Regions from separate parts of the Hordeum vulgare genome. Here region 2 is linked to region 1. The links are chromatin contacts, called in public HiChIP or PLAC-seq maps. All regions are on one chromosome and are shown on one strand. The core of a region is the stretch at or near the end of the contact, and the rest is flanking DNA. Distances in the headings are between cores, read along the strand shown. Region 1 holds the start of LOC123424604 (importin-11). Region 2 holds the start of LOC123424609 (probable inactive receptor-like protein kinase At3g56050).

Region 1 (4,027 bases), core at 518-3,017:
CCGATCGTGGCGCTCGGCGGTGCGCCGCCACGGTCATCAACAGCTAGTTGTTCAGCCCGAAGGCAGCTTCATGACTCTGTCCGACGGCCGCTTTTATCCCCTGCCTTCCTTCCCACACGACACAATCTGCATCGGCTCCACCGACGATTGGATTGCCCTTCGCCACCACGACCACGTCGACGGACGCAACTTCCTCTTACACAATCCTTTTTTGAACAAAAGTGTTCCCCTTGAACTCGACGCCGTCATCGCCAAGGCTACCGAAGTCCGCAAGGTGCTTGTGCGGTCTACCACCACAGGCGACCTGATCGTGGCCATCCTGACGAACAATATCAGGCGTTCATTCATCTTGAGTCATGGAGGGAAGGACGTTTGTTCGCCCGGGCCGTGGGCTCTTATTTATCTATACATCATCGACATTGCCTTCGTCGGAGACAAACTCTACGCTCTCACCTAGGATGAGAACCTCTTTCCGATTCATATGTGCTTGGATGGCGACGGTAAGCTCATGGTTGCCGTTGGCAGACGCGTCGTAAGCCAACCAATAAGTCATTATGGCTATCATGGATGGAGCGACTTTGAGGACGAGGAGGAGGATGATGATGATGATGAGAGGAAGCAGCGGGAGCATCAGACGAGGAGGCAGCTAGGACATTCAATGTGGGTGTAGCTGAAACATCAAATGAGAAGGCGGTGGGAGCATCTGATGAGGAGACAATGAAGGCATTCAGTGAGTATGATGATGATGAGGTAGCGAAAAAAATAGATGAAGATGCATCAAGGACATCAGGCAAAGATGCAACTCTGCCATTACATGATGATGTTGATGAAGAATGGGGCACAACAACATCAGAAAACGAGAATGTCATATACGAGGAGGAGTATGACGAGCCATGCGAGAGGGATGAGAATGCTATAAACGATGCTTTTGACTATGTGTACGATGACGCGACCCACGGATCCAAGGCTCTCACCAGCATTGTACGCTACCTTGTAGAGTCTCGCGGAAAGTTGCTCATGGTGAAACATTATATGCAATTAACCACGCCTATTGGTTTGCCGACACGTTTTACTTGTCAGGCAGAGGTTTTCGAGGCGAATGCAGACACATGGGTTCCGATGACCGATGGACTTGATGGTGACCAGGCGCTCTTTGTCAGCATGCGCTTCTCGAAGTCGGTTCCCGCACCTTGGGGTAATGTGGAGAAGGATTGCATTTATTTTGTCAACACCGGCGAAGTCTTCAATATGAGGTCCAACACTTGCAGTCCGGTAAGATGGGAAGTCGCTGTTTCATCTGGAACTTGGGTCTTTCCTCCGGAGTTGGTGGTTTAACACGTGGGCTTGTAAGCGACAAAGGCGTTTTGTTGTAACAGGGGTGCGCATTGAGCTAGTTGATGGATACGTCTCGTTTTTATTTCCGTTCTTGAGTTAGTTTGAGACACTCTATATTTTAATTTTCATATAGTATTATTATTTTTGTAATCACGGAATAAACATATATATATATTGATTTGTTATATGTGTCAAAACCTTACTTCCTTCGTTTCATAATATGTAAAATCGTTTTATATTATGAGACGGACTGAGTATTTCTTTTGATGGAAACTGGCGTGAATCAGAGCATACGTCATGCGGCCACGGACGGTGAGCAGCTGAAAGCGTATTTCCGAAACGAAAACGTAAGCTTAAGAGTACGTATTACGGAAGAGTAGACGTCTTCTGCCGTCCAGGAGGTCCCAGGCCTCCTCAGCCTTCTTCCGCACCCTTTCTTCCCTTGTTCCGCTCGCAACCCCACGCGACCTTCCTTCCTCTCCGATCATTCCTTCCCAGTCACCGCCGCCGCCGCCGCCCTCCCCGTCGGTGTCCGCGGCTGGTCGGAGGACAGCATGGCCCTCTCCGCCGGCGACGTGCCGACCATGTACGCGGTCCTCGCCAACTCGCTCAGCGCCGACGAGGCGACGCGGCACCCCGCGGAGTCGGCCCTCGCGCAGTGCGAGCCCCGCCCCGGCTTCTGCTCCTGCCTCCTGGTAAGCCGCCCCATCCCCGCCCCTCCCGCCCCTCATTCGCTTCGCGGGGAATGGGCTCTAGGGCTTTTCCTCCTCCCGGGCCTACCCCGATCTACGGGCGATTGGGGGGCGGTGCCATGGGGTTCGAGCGTGCTGACTCGCTGATCTGGTGCTTCTGCAGGAGATCATCTCCGCCAGGGGCTCGTCCTGCCGCGAGGACGTGCGCCTGCTCGCCACGGTTTATTTTAAGAACAGCATCAACCGCTACTGGCGGACTCGCCGGGATTCCTAGTGAGACTCTCTGTTCAGCTCCGTTGGTTCATTATGAAGCATCGAGTGTTTTTTCCAACTTCCTTTTGCTGACAGTAGTGACAATGTGCGGTAGAATATTATCATGCTGCGATTTAGGCTCTGCCTAAGTTTGTTACTGTCAGCACGGTGGTGTTAGAATGATTGTATTGCGTTAATGTTAATGTTCGATGCAGTTTTCCTAGTGTCATTGACAGTCCTAGCATAATAATAATACCATGGAACAAAATAGCTGAGGGTTTCCTGCAGGAAGGAACAATAGCTGATCCACTACAGTATCAATTTTATTCGAGATCACCTCTCTATGGAGTGAATTTGTTGAGAATAGCATCAACCACTGTTGGTGGACTCGCCCGGATTCCTAGTCACCCTCTGTTCAGTACCATTGGTTAATTATGATTCCTCGAGTGTATTGTATGACAGCAATGACAATGTGCGTTAGAACGTCATACTGTGACCGAGGCCATCTGGCTCTGCCTACGCTTCTTATTGTTAGTATGGTGGTGTTAGAATAATTGTATTGCTTTAATGTCGAATGTCCTTGTCAAGTCCTAACTTAAACTATGGAATTGTGGCTGATGGTGTCCAACAGGAAAGAACAGTAGTAGCTGATCCTCACTCAAAAAAGAACAAAGAAAAAGAAACAGTAGCTGATCCACTGTCATATTAGTTTCGTTATGGATCACCTCTCTATGGAGTAAATTATGACTTTAGATTTGTTTATAAGCCTATCTCTGCACATCCGAAGTAGATTTTCTGCTGTTACTTTTATTTTGATAATTTATAATGTTGCAAGTTTCTGGTACATAATCACTTGACACCTTGTTAAAAAACTCTGACATGTTAGATATCACTTATCGGTTTGAATTATCTTTTGTAGTGGAATTAGCAATGAGGAGAAGGACCACCTTCGTAAAAATCTCTTGTTAAACATACGAGAGGAGAATAACCAGGTGCAAACTAGATAATGTGTATGATATGTGATCTTATGATATCAAACGCATAATCATGTGTATTAATGCGAGTATGTTATCTTAATGTCGTAATGTAGATTGCACTTCAGCTAGCTGTACTAATCTCGAAGATTGCACGTTTGGATTACCCAAGAGAATGGTAAGTATTCTTAGCACAATTCTTATCAACTATCTTTCACATGGGTTGAGTTGTTGCTTACAGTCATATCATTCAGGCGGGACCTTTTCTCTATATTGGCACAACAATTGCAGTCAGCTGATGTTCTTGCTTCACATCGTGTGTTTATGGTCTTGTTTCGAACTTTAAAGGAGCTGTCAAGTAAACGGCTTGCTGTTGATCAGAGGAATTATGCCGAGGTATTTGATTTTGCAAAAATCACATATCCATCTATAAGTAGTATCACTACTCAAGATGTGCATGTGCTCGATTTTCTGGTTTTCTCATTATTAGTTTGGTATAGTACCAGCTAGTTGGCCCGTAACGTGCATCGTCGCACACAGGCGCACAACATTAGCTGATGTGCATTAACTCCACTAGTACTTTTGAATTCAAGCATGTTAAGTCATCTTAAGTGCTAAGCCAGAGGATTATTATAATTTGAACCTTCCTTTACTACCAAATAGAGTAGTTCTTAAATTGATCAAGAGACATGCTATCCATATATTTTATGTTACTGTTTTGTCAAAGTATGGCAAGAGACATGCCATCCATAGCATTTCTGTTACTGTTTTCTC
Region 2 (4,027 bases), core at 624-3,123, 550 kb before region 1:
TCATGGTTACCTCAAGATGTTCTCTCCTTGTGGTACACTGGTCCTGCAGCTATTTGCTCGTTGGTCGCATTCAGATAGTTGGGAGGAATGAACAAAGGACACATCGGTTACGGTTAATCGACAGGTTACCAACAGACACATTTGGTAGTACCATCTTTATGGCGCATTACCATCTCTCCTCCGGTTATCCAGTGAGCTCGCCCAGTCTTCTGGCTGAATCTGTGACGTTTTTCCATCAGGATATTTTTCTCCGTAGATGTTTGCAGTTGCACCTTGAGATATTTGATTCAGATTTTTGGTCTGGCTCAAAGATCGAGGCTGGGCAGACAAGTGCCGGATCACGAACGCGGTTTAGCTGCTGATGCAGGAGACATGACTGCATATGCACCATGTCATCTGATATTATATTTTTGTTGGCACGAACCTAGGACTCTCTCTCTTTCCTAAGATCAAAGATCGTGTCAGCGCCGAGACGACGCAAGATCAAGTATTTTATTTATCCTGCGCGGTCAGACGATGTAGCAGTACTACTAAAGTTAATCCACTCGTTAACGGTCGAGGGGGAGCAGGAACGGGTCACGGATAACCGGCTGCAGCACCACTTGATTGTAAAGTAATTCGGGGGGCAGTTGATGAGAGAGCGAAGGGATCACGTCCAAATAAGTGATCAATGCAGCATGTGAGTCTCGGTACTACTCCCTCTGTTCCTAAATATAAGTCTTTTAAGCGATTTCACTATGTGTCTACATACGGAGCAAAATAATTAAATGTATACTTTAAAATATGTCTATTAGTTTATATACATCCGTATGTAGTCCACTAATGAAATCTTTATAAAGATTTATATTTAAGAACGGAGGGAGTAGTTTATTTGCGGTTATTAAAGGAAAACACTGTTGCTAGTCACGGTCAACTGCTCTGCTTCTGGGTACTACCTCCCATACATGTAAACCAAATTACTACTACTACGAGGTGTATATGTAAGCTGCACCGAATCACCGAGCCGTCGTGCTTGGTCTCCCGGTCCGCATCACGCACGCACGCACCAGGATGAATTTCCACGCAATTTTCAAGGGGTGGCCAGCTCCGTCCATCTATTTTCCCTGGGAAAAACTTTCAAACTATTCATCAGTTGTCATGGCGGTAAAAATAACACAAGTAATAAAATTATTACATGTAGGTGGTCCGTTTAGCTCCCATCTAGATATAAATTAACTATAAGTTTTGCCGTTTACGCGAAGATTTTCAAAGGGGGTTTCACACCGCACCATTTCTTCATGTGCGGATCTATGCGGGTTTTTTCTTCTTCTTTTGTTTGATCGATCGCGGTTACATGAGATCTTGTACGTTCTCTAGATGAGAATCAGCAAGTCCGAATTGTCAAAAACTCTTCGCAGCTCATAGTCTGCACCGCTACTTGGCAGCAGGTATGTCTTGCCCAAACTCGACTCAAGACTTGTCGACACTTTGCGAACCATGAACCCATGATTCGCAAACCTTCTTCCTATCACTTGTCGACGCAGGCTCGGCCCGAGACTTTAAAAACTCTATACGAAACTTGAACCCGTGATTCGCAAATCTTCTCTCCTTCTTTTTCGCTCCTTTTGTCCTCCTTTGAAAGATTCTCCTTTCCATTTCCTTTGCTTCGCCTGAAAAAAGAAGAAGAAGCAAAACAATAAAATCAACAAAGCGAAGCATTCAAAACAGGGCATAAAACACACACACACACACACACACAAGAATCACAAAAAAGGGTTCACGCGTCCAACCTTTTTTTGTTGCCAGGCTTTAACAAGGAAACAATAGTAAGTAAGTAAGCAGGAAAGGAAGGAAGGCATTCATTTTCGTTGAGGAGAATGGAATGAATGACGCTTGTCCCCGAGCTGGCCGGTCTCTGTCGCCTACCTTTCCCTCGGCCGCGTCCAACTCCAACCCAACCTCTTCCCTCCCTCCACCGCTCACGCGTTTCCTCCCAGATCCCCCCACCCCCACCCTCTCCCCTCGCCACCAAACCAAACCCAGCTTCACCTTCACATTCCTCTTCTCTTCTCGCTCGGTCCCCGCGACTCGCTCCAGCCACATGCCACTGCCCCGCGCCCGCGCTCCTGCTCCTCTCGCCGCCGCTGCCGTTCCTCCCCACGACTGATGGGGGACCCGCGTCACCCGCCGCCTTCGCTCCACCGTCTTCTCCTGCCGCCGCCGCTGCTTCTGCTGCTGCTGGTGCTCGTCTCCGTCTCCGTCTCCTGCCCGCTCGTCCACGGCGCAGCAGGTCCCGCCTCCTTCTTGGTTTTTCGCTTTGCTTCTTTCTTTCTTCCTTCCTTCCTTCTGCCGAAGCGGGCGGGCTGATCTCGGGCGTGTCGTCCTTCTTTGTTTCTGCAGCGGGTGGAGGAGGGCCCGGTGCTCGGGAATGGAGCGCGGGCATGGAATCCGCTCCCGTTCAGCTCAGGTGAGCCTGCGAACCCGCGGCGCCCTTGCTGATTTTAGTACTGCTGCTATGCTCGTTAGTCATGGAGATCGGGAGGGCTGGAATTTTCTGGGATTTTTTGTTTTGTTTTGAGGGGGAGCGTATGCAACTGTATAACTGTAGTTTGGCTTTGCCTGGTGGTGTTGGTTGGTGTGGTGATTCGGCAATCATTCGAAGCGGCCTGGCTTATCGGCCGGTGGTTAGGTGGAGCCGAGTTGTTATGACTTTGGTTGAAAGGTGGCGCCGTGGCGCAAATCTGCGGGGAGGGAGGGCATGTTTCTGCCTGCCTGCCTGCCTGATTGATCGAATCATCTCTCTTCTGGTAGTAGAGTAATCAATCATGCCGGCATCTGAAACGGGTTAACAAATCTGAACTCGCACTGTTCTTTGTTTTGTAATAATAATAACATACAGCTGTTGTTACATCTGGAAATGTCACCATGAGTGGAATTTACTTATGATGATCAAAGTGTTTCTTACTCAAGTTGATATGTTTCTCCGTTTTGCTTCATGTGCTGTTGAAACATCAGGAATTCGCACCCGAGAAGGCTGCTACAGATACACTTCCCACCATTTCTCCTGCCACCGACTCGAGCTCCTGACCACAACAAGGGCAGGCATCGCGCAGGAGCACCATCGCCTGCTCCGTCGCCCTCGCCGTTCATCGCCCCGCCTAAGGCATCACCATCTCCATCGCTAGCCCCTCCACAATCGGTCAGGCCTCTGCCTTCCGCCCCACAGCCAAGCCATGATCCTCGGGTTGATGCCCCAGTCAACGCTGTTCATAAGCATTCCTGGAGAGCCTACGGTTTGGTCACGGCAGGTGGTGCGGCCTTCCTTGTCATGACTGCGGCATTTGCTGTATACTGCCGGGCGAAGAAAGTCGGTACTGTGAGGCCTTGGGTAACAGGGTTAAGCGGGCAACTGCAGCGAGCCTTCGTGACAGGTATCCTTCATGCTATGTGTGCATATCTGTTATCATATATTTTGTTCTTTGGTTGCACCTTAACACATGATCAATCATGCTTCCAGGTGTGCCTTCGCTGAAACGGTCAGAGCTGGAGGCAGCCTGCGAGGATTTCAGCAATATAATTGGTTCTACGGCTAACTGCATGTTGTATAAGGGAACATTATCAAGCGGGGTTGAAATAGCAGTTGTGTCAAGTTTAATATCATCTAAGAATGATTGGTCAAAAGAATGTGAATCCCAGTACAGGAAAAAGGTAACCTGCCGTTAATCTCCTTTATATGCACACTATTTTTCTTTTGCGAAATACACATTGACTGAAATGGCTGTGGTCTCAGATCTCAAGTTTATCCAAAGTGGGCCACAAGAACTTTATAAACCTGCTTGGCTACTGTGAAGAAGAAAATCCTTTCACCAGAGCTATGGTGTTTGAATATGCTCCAAATGGGACTCTTTTCGAGCATCTCCATGGTAAGTGTGTACATAATATATCCTTTTAGTTTTCTCTCTGTCAACAGAATGATTCCTGTAATGTTCAGACACCACTTCAACAATTGCAGTATTTGATAATGCTTTTGATTATGCTGCAGTTAGAG

Evidence for each region. HiChIP or PLAC-seq counts read pairs in DNA pulled down with a chosen protein or histone mark.
Region 2: an H3K4me3 HiChIP or PLAC-seq map of embryo shows a contact between it and region 1, with 2.6 times the contacts expected there. The contact joins the promoter of LOC123424609 here to the promoter of LOC123424604 in region 1. A contact is called at or near these places in 1 of 6 Hi-C or Micro-C datasets (leaf) and 1 of 1 datasets of contacts at active chromatin or transcription factors (embryo).

What each region holds. Positions count from the first base shown.
Region 1 is chr2H:27,433,761-27,437,787 of MorexV3_pseudomolecules_assembly, reverse strand. It overlaps LOC123424604 (importin-11), which reads left to right and starts at 1,767. Exons shown (of 24, transcript XM_045108246.1): 1 at 1,767-2,030; 2 at 2,191-2,300; 3 at 3,199-3,271; 4 at 3,370-3,431; 5 at 3,508-3,649. The coding sequence starts at 1,890.
Region 2 is chr2H:27,980,606-27,984,632 of MorexV3_pseudomolecules_assembly, reverse strand. LOC123424609 (probable inactive receptor-like protein kinase At3g56050) reads left to right here and starts at 1,873. Exons shown (of 6, transcript XM_045108250.1): 1 at 1,873-2,269; 2 at 2,380-2,446; 3 at 2,995-3,410; 4 at 3,497-3,687; 5 at 3,770-3,902; 6 at 4,022-4,027. The coding sequence starts at 1,873. LOC123424610 (ubiquitin-activating enzyme E1 3) reads left to right here. Exons shown (of 7, transcript XM_045108251.1): 7 at 1-117.